Linked DNA regions of Dromaius novaehollandiae: region 2 is linked to region 1. Evidence: chromatin contacts called from public Hi-C data. All regions are on one chromosome and are shown on one strand. The core of a region is the stretch at or near the end of the contact, and the rest is flanking DNA. Distances in the headings are between cores, read along the strand shown. Region 1 holds the start of MEGF11 (multiple EGF like domains 11). Region 2 overlaps MEGF11 (multiple EGF like domains 11).

Region 1 (6,194 bases), core at 1,127-3,626:
TTTAAACATCTTACATGCTGTGTTAGCTGCCATTTATTTACTTGCACCAAATAAACTGTGTTATTTAACAACAAAAAAACAGAAGTATCAGCGAACAACCACACGGTGGTCTGTGATGCACATAATAGCACTGCACTATGTTTTTACAAACAACGCAAAAGCTAGAGATCACGGAGGCCAGCAGTCTCCGCGTTTCCAAGACGGCCAGGCACCACATGGACAATTAAATTTAACTGCTGAACCAAACTAACTGCTGTGGACCAACTACCAAAGTTTCAGAGGTACCTGCTTGGCCCCATAACAACACTCAAGAAACAGGATTTAACTCGCACCATGCACCACCGCCCTGCAGGAATTGGTGCGTTTTTGAAAAAAGGAAGTGCAAAACCACGGGTGTTCCCCCCCCTTCAAACTGGCACGATCCTTCAGCCTTTTATCACCGTTAAAAGCTAAATAATAATAACAATAATAATAATACCAGATTTTTTTCACACAGATGGAATTTACACAAAATTTTTGGATCAGTGGTAACAACATTAAATAATAATAATAAAAGCGAAATAATAATAGCTAAATCCTGTATCAACTTCTCTTTTCAATACCCTTTTTTTTCCCCCTAGCACCTCATTTTTTATCCGATTTTTACTCTGAAGGTGCATTTTCGCTGTGTCGCTGATCCGGCACCGCCCGATTCCCCCCGGCGCCGCGGCCGGAGGTGCGATGAGCGCTCCGTCCTCTGCCGGCCCGCGCCCCCCAACCCCGCACCGCGCCCCCTCCTCACCCCGCGCTCAGCACAACGCGTCCCCCCCCCCCCCCCCGGCCGCCGCTTTTAAGCCGGTTCCTCGCTGCCCCTCGCTCCGCTCTCCCGCCGGGTCCTGCCAGGCCGCCCCCGCCCGGCCCAGCGATCGCCTTCGCCTCGGTGCCCCCCCGCCCCGCCACCTCCTCCCGCCGCACCCGGGCTCCGGCCGGCGCCCCCGCTCCCGCCGCCTCGGCCCCGCGGAGCCCTGGCGGCCGCCCGCAGCCCCTCACCGCGCGGGCAGGCGGCGCAGCACAGGGCGCTGCGGCAGGGCACGTCGGCGCGCAGGTAGTGCTCCCGCACGACGCGCACCGAGCGGCCCTGCTGCCCGCGCAGCTGCAGCACTTTCTCCGTGCGCTGCATCGCGGCGGCGGCCGCTCTACCAGGCCCGGCGCTCCGCGGCCGCTGCGCATGGCGCGGGAGGCGGGGCGATCGTGAGAGGCAGGGCCGCCTTCGGGGGCGGGGAGGCGGCGGGGCGGCCTTGAGAGGAGCGGCGGCCCTGAGGGGAGAGGCGGGAGCGAGCTGGGGCGGCCCTGAGGGGAGAGGCGGGAGTGAGCTGAGGGAGCCGTGGCTGCCCTGAGGGGAGAGGCAGGAGCGAGCCCAGGGAGCCGGGGCCGCCCTCAGGAAGAGGCGGGAGCGAGCCGAGGGGACAGGGCGGCCGTGAGGGAGAGGCGGGAGCGAGCCGGGGCGGCCCTGAGGGGAGAGGCGGGAGCGAGCCGGGGCGGCCCTGAGGGGAGAGGCGGGAGCGAGCTGAGGGAGCCCTGAGGGGAGAGGCAGGAGCGAGCCGAGGGAGCCCTGAGGGGAGAGGCGGGAGCGAGCTGAGGGAGCCCTGAGGGGAGAGGCGGGAGCGAGCCGAGGGAGCCCTGAGGGGACAGGCGGGAGCGAGCCCAGGGAGCCCTGAGGGAGAGGCGGGAGCGAGCTGTGGCCGCCCTGAGGGAGAGGCGGGAGCGAGCCCAGGAAGCCGGGGCCGACCTGAGGGAGAGGCGGGAGCGAGCCGGGGCGGCCCTGAGGGGAGAGGCGGGAGCGAGCTGAGGGAGCCGGGGCGGCCCTGAGGGGAGAGGCGGGAGCGAGCTGAGGGAACCGGGGCGGCCCTGAGGGGAGAGGCGGGAGCGAGCTGAGGGAGGCCTGAGGGGAGAGGCGGGAGCGAGCTGGGGCCGCCCTGAGGGGAGAGGCGGGAGCGAGCTGGGGCCGCCCTGAGGGGAGAGGCGGGAGCGAGCTGTGGCCGCCCTGAGGGGAGAGGCGGGAGCGAGCTGAGGGAGCCCTGAGGGAGAGGCGGGAGCGAGCCCAGGAAGCCGGGGCCGCCCTGAGGGAGAGGCAGGAGTGAGCCTGGACGGCCCTGAGGGGAGAGGCGGGAGCGAGCCCAGGGAGCTATGGCCGCCCTGAGGGGAGAGGCGGGAGCGAGCTGGGGCCGCCCTGAGGGGAGAGGCGGGAGCGAGCCCAGGGAGCCGGGGTGGCCCTGAGGGAGGGGCGGGAGCGAGCCGGGGCGGCCCTGAGGGGAGAGGCGGGAGCGAGCTGAGGGAGCTGTGGCCGCCCTGAGGGGAGAGGCGGGAGCGAGCTGAGGGAGCCCTGAGGGGAGAGGCGGGAGCGAGCCCAGGGAGCCGGGGCGGCCCTGAGGGAGGGGCAGGAGCGAGCCGAGGGAACCAGGGCGGCCCTGAGGGGAAAGGCGGGAGCGAGCCGGGGCTGCCCCTGAGGGCGGTTCTGAGGGGCTGGGACAGGCTGGAGCGAGTTTGGGAGCCGGGGCTGGGGACTGAGGGGATGCGGGAGCCTCGAGGTCGAGCTGGGAGCAGCGCTGAGGGGGAGCCCGGCCAGGGCTGAGCTTCGTTAGAGCCCTGCGTGGTGCGGCTGGGTGAACAGGGGTGTTAGGTTCCCTCTCAGTGAGGTAAAACCGAGGGGATTTGGGCCTGTGGAGGAAAGGCTGAAAAAGTGGCTGGGGCGTCTCATGGAAGGCAAGTGGGAAGAATCTGCCCTCTGTTAGGAGTGTGTGGCCTGAGGGTGGTGAAGATACATGGTGAATTTTTCTGTTCCTCTGTCCAGGAAGAACGAGAAGAGGCTGTCTTGCTGTACCTAAACCGTAGTCCTGCATAAATGCATGTGTGAACCATCATGGTCTTCCATAACCTCTTCCAGGCACAGCCCCGGGTCCATTTCTCAGATCGCCTCGTTTCGTGTGGTCGCCTCCCAGCACCCGGGGTGCTGAGGTGGGGAACGTGGCTAGGGTGAGTGAGGAGTGCACAAAAGCCCCAAGTCAAATAATAGTATAGAGATCAGTTTTATTTTTTACATTTTACAAAGGGAAAGACTGAGGCCCTGAAAGGTAAAGTGCTTGTGCATGATCAAACAAAAGCAGTGGCAGGGTCACGAATGCTATTCACTTTTTCTGAGTCAGCACTCTGTATGTGAGGCTGCAGTGATGTTAGTGTGACGTATTGGGGGATGATTATTCTGAATATAAAAAAGCAGTAATACTTTCTCAGAACTGCATATGTCGTAACCTCGCTTGAGCATAAATACATGGTGTAAGCTATCTAGTATTTATCTTACGAGAAGAAAGATTGAGAAAGAACCAAGGCAGTGTTTCACTTTATGTCCCTGTTTGTTCTATTGCTTATTTTTCACATGTTTTATAAAACGTGTATCTTCAATGACTAATACTTGAAAGTAACCAATTGGTGCCAGGAAATGGAAGTACCATCTGTAAGAAACTGATTTTCAGAAGCCAAGTCCTCAAACATACGAGGAGGAGGAGGTGGTATAGCTTGGTGAGAGACGTCCAAAGTGTAGACTTGTTTTTGTTAGTCAGGATGATTTTAGACATATTATGTAAGCAGGGTGGGGGGAGGATGGAGACCAAAATGATAGAGCTCTTGTACAGTACGAACAAAGATGAAATAATCGGTGGTGACAGAAAAGGGATGAAAAAGATAACATTTGAGAGAAAAGTCACTGAATTCAGTTTGGAATGCTGTAGCTGCTGATTGCTGTGACATAGTGAAGAACGCAGATCTGCGGGGCTACTCAGTGTCATTCACTGACTGCAATAAAATCAAGGTTAATTAAATGAAAGTGTTGGAGAGCACTGCTCTAATTTGTTCAGCTTCATAGAAATGCAAGACCTTTGGTTAAGTTCATGCACTGCTGATACTACTGAGTAGCTGCCTGCTTATTTCTAAAATGGGCAATTTTTAAAATTCTTACCCTTTCTCCCCTTCCCACCCCTTTCCAAGAGCATTCTCTTACAAGTAAAAGTCAGTTCAGAGTTGAGTTGGTAAAGCCAAAAAGAGTTATTTACACCTCATCTAACAATTGAGTTTGGCCTAGTGAGATTTGAGACAGATTTTCATACTCATCTGGGAATTGATTTTATACGTGGCAAGAAGTTTCTACAGGGTGAAGGTGCAGGGAGAGCCAAAACTTTCAGGATAACAAGATCATCCATAATTGTTTTAAAAAACTGCTAAAATGTTTTAAAATACAGTATTAGAAGATGTCATTACATGTTGAATAATGAAGGTGGAGTGCAGCACAGCTGCAAAGCAGTGAGACATAAATTTCCTCCTGAATATTTCCTTCTCTGAGTGTCTGAGAAGATGTGGTAGAACAGATGAAAATAAAGTAGTACAAATATTTCTTTCTCTACACAGAGTATTTTCCTTACTTCAGAGATGCTCGCTTGGATAACACTAGTAAGCGCTAGAAAAGATTTTGTTTTAAATGAGACAGAGAAGACTCTTTGAAGTTCAGTTACATGTTCTTGCCTATGTTGGGAAGCGTGAGCCTCTCAGGAAGTCTCCCTGCTTGTAAAAATGTCAGGGGGTGCAGTGCAGAATTTCAATATATTACCTTTTGATAGAACTTGCTCAATATTTTGGCAAAGAAAACTTTCAGGTCATTTGGAAATATCAGCTTCTGGCTCTGGTTTCTCATGACTTGAAGCTTGACTCGTCTGACAAATGACTGGAAACAACCTAAGAAACTGATGTAGAAATAAAATACCATTTTACTATGTAGGTTGTTGTTGGGCATATATATGTGGAAGTGGAACATGTGCAAGATAAAGCAAAAAGCAGGTATTCAGAAATAGGTGTAATAAATTGTTGACCATTTAATATAATACCATACCTGCTTACCAGTATGTGTCAGTTGGCACCACACAGATATCCTTTATGATACACCGTACCTTACTTCTGCCATCCTGGCAAAGCAACTGCTGAGTTTTATTCTTGCAAAGGGACTTCTTCCTGAGTTTTGTACAGCCTGTTATTAGAGGGCACTAACTGCTTCCCTGCTTAACGTTGGGAGGTGGGCTGCATAGCTAAATTGGGCTTCATCAGCTAAAATTGTGTTTAAGACTGTTAGTAAGCACAGAAAAGTATATAGCAAGCTATATTCCGGTTTGCTACTGTGCCTATAAACAAGTCTGCAGCAGACCGCCACAAGATGGGATTACGTATAAGGCCCTATTACAGGCTTTCTGAGAAAAAAGATTAAGAAAGTAACACAAACAAGAGATAGTATTGAAGTCTGGTATCCACACAGTCAGGTTGTCAATAGAAATCTTGTATTTTCATTTGAAAGAGGCCATATTTTTCCCAGGAATACTGTCATTGGGGTAGAGGATGCAAGATTTGATTGTCTTACAGGATATCTTTAAAGTTGATTCTTCCATTCTTAAAGCAATTTTGAAGCAACTGTTAATTCAGCATCTGCTTCGAACTCATACAAAACTGAATAAATGCTGTCTTTTCTCTTGGAGATTCCTTTCCCTGTATTGCTGGTTCAGTACAACCCAAATACTGTAAAAATAGTGGCCATCTCTAGAATGGTCTCAGGATTAATATGCAGCTCCTTGCACTAATCTATCATAAATAGTATAATGCACAGTTCTCACTCAGTTATGCTCTAGATGCTGTTATTTATTGTTTTTTAAAGATTTCATCTCCTTACTATGCAGCAAATGAGTACTGATAAAAGAAGTACTGATAAAAGAAACTGACTATTTTCTGAACAAAAAAAACCATACAATCGAGATCAGTATCCATGGCTCCATTTCTCACTGTTGCATTTTTGAAGTAAAATTCTTTGCCTTCATTTGTCAGAGAATCTCTCAAACATTAAATCTCCCAGCATTTGTTAGCAGGAGTGACAAAATATGCAGTAGTATCATAGCTGAAGATCAGGGAATGCTATTACATTGGGTCAGAATGGGTGTGCTTGCCAATGAAGCTCAGCTTAACTGATGTAGACCTGGTCTTACATTATCCTGCTTATCAGCAGTGTGCCCAGTTGGAAATCTCTTTCTACTTAAAGGAGCTGTACCAAGGTTAATTATGTTTATTGCTGGAAAAACTGCACTTTGTTTCTACTCTGGATTTGCTAACTTTGTCTTTGCCTCTCAATA
Region 2 (6,194 bases), core at 2,114-4,613, 270 kb after region 1:
TGGTCCTGGTTCACTCTCCGACGACATGATTTGATTTGGTGAGATGCTGTGAGCCTACCTCCCACTGACATTACTGCATGTTGAAGATCTTCAGCAATGCCTTGTGTATTCAGTAGCAAAAGGCACATTCCTTCCTCCCCACTGTCTGATCCAGAAGAAACCAGGCCAGCAATGAGGTAGACACGTGGTACTTCAGCCTCGTGACAGACCTGAACCTCCAGTGACAGACCTAATAGTAAGAGTCCCCGTTGCTCTTCATCTTTGTGAGATTTCTTTGCTAGGCTGATGTTTAGCCCAAATTGTTCCTTTCCTGCTTTTGTTGCTCTCATTATTGAGGCTGTAATCCTGTGAGCCACTGCAGAACCCAGTTTTGGGGTTTGCACCGAGGGACCCCCTTAGCCAAGTCCCCACATCAAACCCTCCTAGATGCTTCCTTCTGTTTGCTGCTCTTCTCTGACTTCTTCCCAACTTACTGTTCTCTTCCTCTCCCAACAACCCCCATCCCCTGTCTTGTCTCTCCTCTTTTCATCCTTCCATAATGTCCTTCAATAATTGTAATATTCTAACTATATTTGATGGATTTTCCAGCAGAAATATGGATTCCAAGGTGACTTTTTTCTGTTAATGTTTTTATGCCTGAGATGTAAGCAAACAAAATAGACTTGAATACTTTCTGCCTTTTACTTCTTTCCAGTAAGAATTTTGCCCACTTGACTTACACAAGGAAAAAATGTCATAATTACTTTTATCTCTAATCACTAAATGTTAAGTCCTATGACTTCCTAATGCGCGTGACCAAGAGCCTTGAGTAAACTGCCTTGTATTTCCAGTGTGTCCCAGTGCCAAGTACGGGAAGAACTGTGCTGAGGACTGTCAGTGCACCGAGAACGGGACGTGCAACCCTATTGACGGATCGTGTCAGTGTTTCCCAGGCTGGATAGGCAAGGACTGCTCGCAGAGTAAGCAAAGCAATTTCTGCCGTTGAGTATTTTCTGAAATTCAAAGACAGATTCCAGGGAAATCCCTAAAGTATTACAGCAGCCAGTGCCTTACTCTCTTTATAGCTTTTTTTCTTTTAATTAATCTAAGTTAGCTTTGGGTTGAATCAGTTTCTGCATTTGGAATTTGCAGAAGCAGTTACTAGCTTCTATTACAGGAAAGGGAGGTCACAAGCTCTTATCGGGCAAGAAAGCTCCATGCTCCCTTTTAATTTCTAGCTGGATTCTCTTTTATTTATTTCTGAAATCATTTTCTTTCAGCTATTACATTAGAAATTATTAACCAGAAAATGTTTTCATGTACCAAGCCCACAGAATTGAGAAATTAGGCAGCTGAAATATTTCTATTAAGTGTAATTTAATAGTAAAAGTCAATGTGGGCTTGAAGGGATGCAGGATTTCTTCTTGAAAATTGCCCAGGTAGAAGATTGGCATATGCTGATCCCAAAGTGTCATTTCCTGAGAGCATCCCTTAATTGAAGATAGATCACAGAGGGAAGCAATATCCTATCATTCAGAAATGTTACTTCATATTCAGGATACAACTAGCATATTAGACATCATTCCAGAGTAAAATATATTAAACTTCAAGTGATAAAGTAGGAATCGGATAAAAACAGACGGCTGTAATTTTGCTTTTATTGTGTGTCTTCCACAGGCAGAATATTGCTGTCACTCAGAAAAAAAAAGGGGGGAAAAAAAAAAGATAGAAAGCTGCACAGATTCCTCATTATATTTAGCCATGTAATTGGGAAATGACGGTTAGTTTCTGTTAACCTTGAAAAAAAATGAGTTTTTCGCTTGCTGAGTGAGGCAGGCCGGTTCAACAGCAACAATTTCCAATTTAGCCAGAAGGATGTGGTGATAGCTACTTTGTATTTTGGACTCACAAAGTAGGAACCTCACTGTTTCCTCAGTTACCTCCTTGTAAGGGAACTGTACATCTCCCACCACGAACCTGGCCTCATGCCCGGCCCCTGCCGGTACCTGGCCTAGCATACCAGAGCTTTTTCGGTCAAGCCGTTCTGTGCACCGGTTAACCTGGGATGACCGAGAGATGGAGCTGCAAAGGAAATAATTTTAGCTCCAATTCCAGAGCCAGTCCTGGAGATATTCACAGACCCTGCAGCTCTTGCGTACAAAGGCATTGTTGAAGCATTTCGGGTTGCTTGTAGCACAAATACTTTAGGCCAAATCCTGTTCAGATTGATATTGTGTGAGTTCAGTGACCTTTTGTTTGATTTACGTCATGGCAGAATTTTTGCTATTCATTTTGGCTTTAGATATGTCTGTCATATGCCAGAAACTTGCATTTATCGTCAGAACTGGAGCCAATGGCACGCATCGAAATAGGCACTGTTTCTGTACTTTCAGGTTTCCTGGGAACCATGCCTTATTAATTCATGTCTTTAATAGGAAGCAATGGAAAGTGCTTTTTAAAGCAAAAATATAGTTGTTATATTGAAGGGTTATCATCATTTTGGATCTTTTAGTCTGGCACTAATAACTGTGTAACTTACTGCATTCACTTTTGGAGGGTGGCTTAAAATAACTTTTGAAAATGTATTAATATTGTACTTGTTGAACTATATAATAGACCTGGAGATTTTAATTTAATATTAGCCCCATCAACAAAAGCAATCTGATTTTGTGGATGGGAATTCATACTGATAATAAGTTTTCTTTACATTTTTACGTAATCTGAGTGGCGCTCTATACTTCAAATGAATGTGGTAATTTTAGTAGTTGATTGCATAGCAAATGTAAACCATGAATAGCTGTACTTTATTATGCAAGAATTCCGGAATATCAAAAAGAAAATTAAATTACTTCCATATCTTAAAACCCTGTCTAGATTGTCTTCACAGATAATGCCAGGAAGGCAGGGAGAGTGGATAGAGCACTTAGAGTAATGCACTGTCAAGGGTCACTGTTTCAGTGGCTCCCGGTGCACATAGGCACCCGATCTTGCAATCTGATCTACGTGGGGAGAAAAGTACTTGGGCCAGGGTTTGACAGCTGGGGTCAGGCTGCAGGTTTGCAACCTGACAGGGCAAAGCAGCGATTGGCTCGGGAGAAGCGCTCTTCGCCGGGAAATTGCTGCGGCGATGCTAAGCTCTGCAATGCGAAGTTCTGCCTTTGCTGGGGTCTCCCAGGTTCTGTCTTTATTGCTGTTCCTCCGCAGCACCAATGCGGTATCATTGCTTTTTTGTCAGCTGACAAATCTTTTTTATTTTCCTAGCTTGTCCCACTGGCTTTTGGGGTCCTGATTGCTTTCATTCATGCAACTGCCACAACGGAGCAATGTGCAGCCCTTACGATGGAGAATGCAGATGTACTCATGGTTGGACTGGGCTCTACTGCACTCAGCGTAAGCCTTTCCCAGACACTATTCTGCCAGGGAATCTGTCAAAGTGTGTGCTGCTACCTCGTGTCTGTTCCAAATATTGCAGTCCTGCCTGCTAAACCACCCGCCTAGTGCTTGTGAATAACTTCTGTCATCGTGGAGAAAATAGCCCTGAAGCTTTTCGAGTTTTTTTTATGCCGTTTCCACTCAGTGAAGGAGGAATCGATTATTTAGATTATAGATTCATTGTCGTAATTTGTCCCAGGCGTTGTCCCTGCTTGTGAAAGCCTCGCTATGTGAGATCTGATGTAGGAAAATTTTTGGTCCTACTGGGGCCAAATTATCAGCCCTGTATGAAAGAGGAGATCAAATTCTGGGGAGCCCTCTCATTTGCAAGTAATTGATTGATATTTGGCCTTTAAGGCAGTTTCTGTTTAGCCATCTTCTTTCACTTCTTGAAAATGCAGTTTGTATAGATGGGTCAAACTTGCTTTTTTCTGAAACACTTAAGAGGCAATTCTGTAAGATATGAGAAACACTACTTCAAGAAAATTGGCTGTCATAGTATCTCTGCATTTGGATGATCAAATAAATGTTATTAAATATACAGAGGCTGAAAATACACAGGTTTATAGGCCTACATATTTTGTGCGGTTAATGTATCTGAGTTTGCGTTTCAGTTTATTTCTTAGTGTTTCCTTATTCTAATTCCTGAAAGGTTGCCCGGCAGCTTTTTATGGAAAAAACTGTGCCAATGTTTGTCAGTGTCAGAACGGAGCAGACTGCGACCACATCACGGGGCAATGCACATGCAGGACGGGATTTACAGGCAAACAGTGCGAGCAAAGTAAGTAGCAACATTGCTTCATTTTTGCATTTCTCCTGTGGGGGCTTTCTTTCAGAATTCCTTGCAGAAATAATAGACCTAAACTGTTCACAATTAAACTTGAAGGAGATTTTCTCAAATCAGCATATCCTATGTGTGGCATCACAAATGGGTTCCCCAGAGGAAGGACTCTCAGATGCAAGTCGGTATTGCGTGTGGTCCAGGGAAGCGTTTGTATCTGACTGTTGCTGTGAGTTTCTTTGCTTTATTCAGGATGTCACGGCCAGTTTCATGCTCCATTGGGAGAGATGGAAGAATCAGCCTTTCCGGGGACAGGGTGGGAGAATCATATCCAGTGATTCCTGGACTGGAATATGGGCTTCCTGTTTCATGCATTTTTGTTTTTCACCCTCACCCCATTGAAGTTCCAATAAATTGTACATCTCGCCTTGATGCACCGAGCATGTACTGCTTGGCTTCTACTAGCATTACTAAAGATAATAACTAATCTTTTCCAAACGCTACCTGCAACTGCATCCGTCCGCTGGAATGCAGATCACCCAGCTGGACCTGCAGGGCCACGCAGGGGCCTGCGGGCCGAAGAGCTGAGCACCCCTCGGCTGGGGTTCGTTTACGGTGAAAACAGATCAAGGAAACAGAAGTTGTTTATCAGTTTTGGAAGGATGTACGTTTAACTTCAGTAGTGATGCAGTGAGGAGAATGGGCTTGGGTTACCTATGCAAGGATACCAGCATATCTTATTGTAATTGCTGTCAATGTCTTGCTGGTATATTTAGCATGCTGTGCCAAACAGCTTCCTTTAACAACGAAGAATCTGGGTAGTGGAACTGTATGCGCTGTAGCTGAATAATTACTTGTTTGTCTAATGCAGTAAATCAAAAGAAAATTCTCACACACTTACTTTGACTCCAAACAGAGGGTGAAATTCATCTCACCTTACCATGGCATTAGTTCCACAGGTTGGTTTTTTCTTTTTTTTTTTTGGCAGTAGGGTAATACAATAACATTCCTGCTGAATTTGCAAATAAAAGGCCTGCCTCAGAGCTTCTTAACTGTAGCTTACTACATGGATCTTTAGCTGTATATATAAAAAAATTCATAAACATCTTTTGTGTTTGCACATCCTTGCACTCAGTAAAGTATGTGGCTCAGGAACAAGTTTGCATGCTCATGTGGGCATTATATATGCCACCTCTGTAAGTGACCAACTTACTGTTGCGTTGCATACGTCCTTACTGCAGCCATGCAGAGAGCAGGAATGCAAAAAGTCCTGTGGTAGGACTGCATCATAGCAGATTTTATACCATAAGCTACATGTATACTTTGACTTATCTACAAAGCCTAAGGTTTTCTCTTCCATCAATGTATTTATTTGCTTTTCTACTCTTTAATCTAAAAGTATCTCTTCATTAAGCCTTCCTTCTCCTTTGAATCCTGCTGGATGGCAGTCATACTGCGTTTCAGATGAAATGCCTAAATGCAGACATCATTTCTGTGGTGCATTCCAAAAATTTAGGCCTTCTTCATTTGAAGTATGCTGCAGGTTAATATCAGACTGAGCATTGATTGAAAAATTTTTATTTTTCCTCATTTGGAAATCTGCATATATAAGAAAGAGACATAACTTTATATTTAATTTTATAATGCAAAACATTATACAGGCACTGGCTGATGTCCATTGCTTATATTCCAAAGAAACATAGCAAATGACATTCAATAAAGTCTCTTCTCTATGGAAAGAAATAGGAGTTGCCAAAAGTTGTTTCTTTCAATTTGTTATTGAATATTGCCTCAAGAAATTTAGCAAGTTGCGGACAGATTTATTGTAATAGCCCATCATGGTAATTGTATGAATAAGTTTCTCGGTTGGACATTCAATCATTTTGTCTGTGATAGAAATACAGGAATCCTAATACAGAAGCAGAGCAAACCAAATCATGCAGATGCTCAGTTCTCTAATTCCATCTACAATGCTGTATTCATGTTCCAGCCCTAGTGGAGA

The links. A called contact is a pair of places that touch in the nucleus more often than the background predicts.
Region 2: a Hi-C map of brain shows a contact between it and region 1, with 8 times the contacts expected there. The contact joins the enhancer-like site here to the promoter of MEGF11 in region 1. A contact is called at or near these places in 3 of 4 Hi-C or Micro-C datasets (brain, liver and ovary).

What each region holds. Positions count from the first base shown.
Region 1 is chr10:2,838,076-2,844,269 of bDroNov1.hap1, forward strand. MEGF11 (multiple EGF like domains 11) reads left to right here and starts at 2,377. Exons shown (of 27, transcript XM_064517860.1): 1 at 2,377-3,012. It overlaps DIS3L (DIS3 like exosome 3'-5' exoribonuclease), which reads right to left and starts at 1,257. Exons shown (of 17, transcript XM_064517857.1): 1 at 1,030-1,257. The coding sequence starts at 1,159.
Region 2 is chr10:3,104,103-3,110,296 of bDroNov1.hap1, forward strand. MEGF11 (multiple EGF like domains 11) reads left to right here. Exons shown (of 27, transcript XM_064517860.1): 18 at 831-959; 19 at 3,241-3,369; 20 at 4,064-4,192. Among named protein-coding and RNA genes, the nearest start is that of RAB11A, 53 kb to the right of the region's middle. Within about 2 kb of position 3,364, at least 1 of the 2 cell types and tissues checked has open chromatin away from gene starts, as enhancers often do.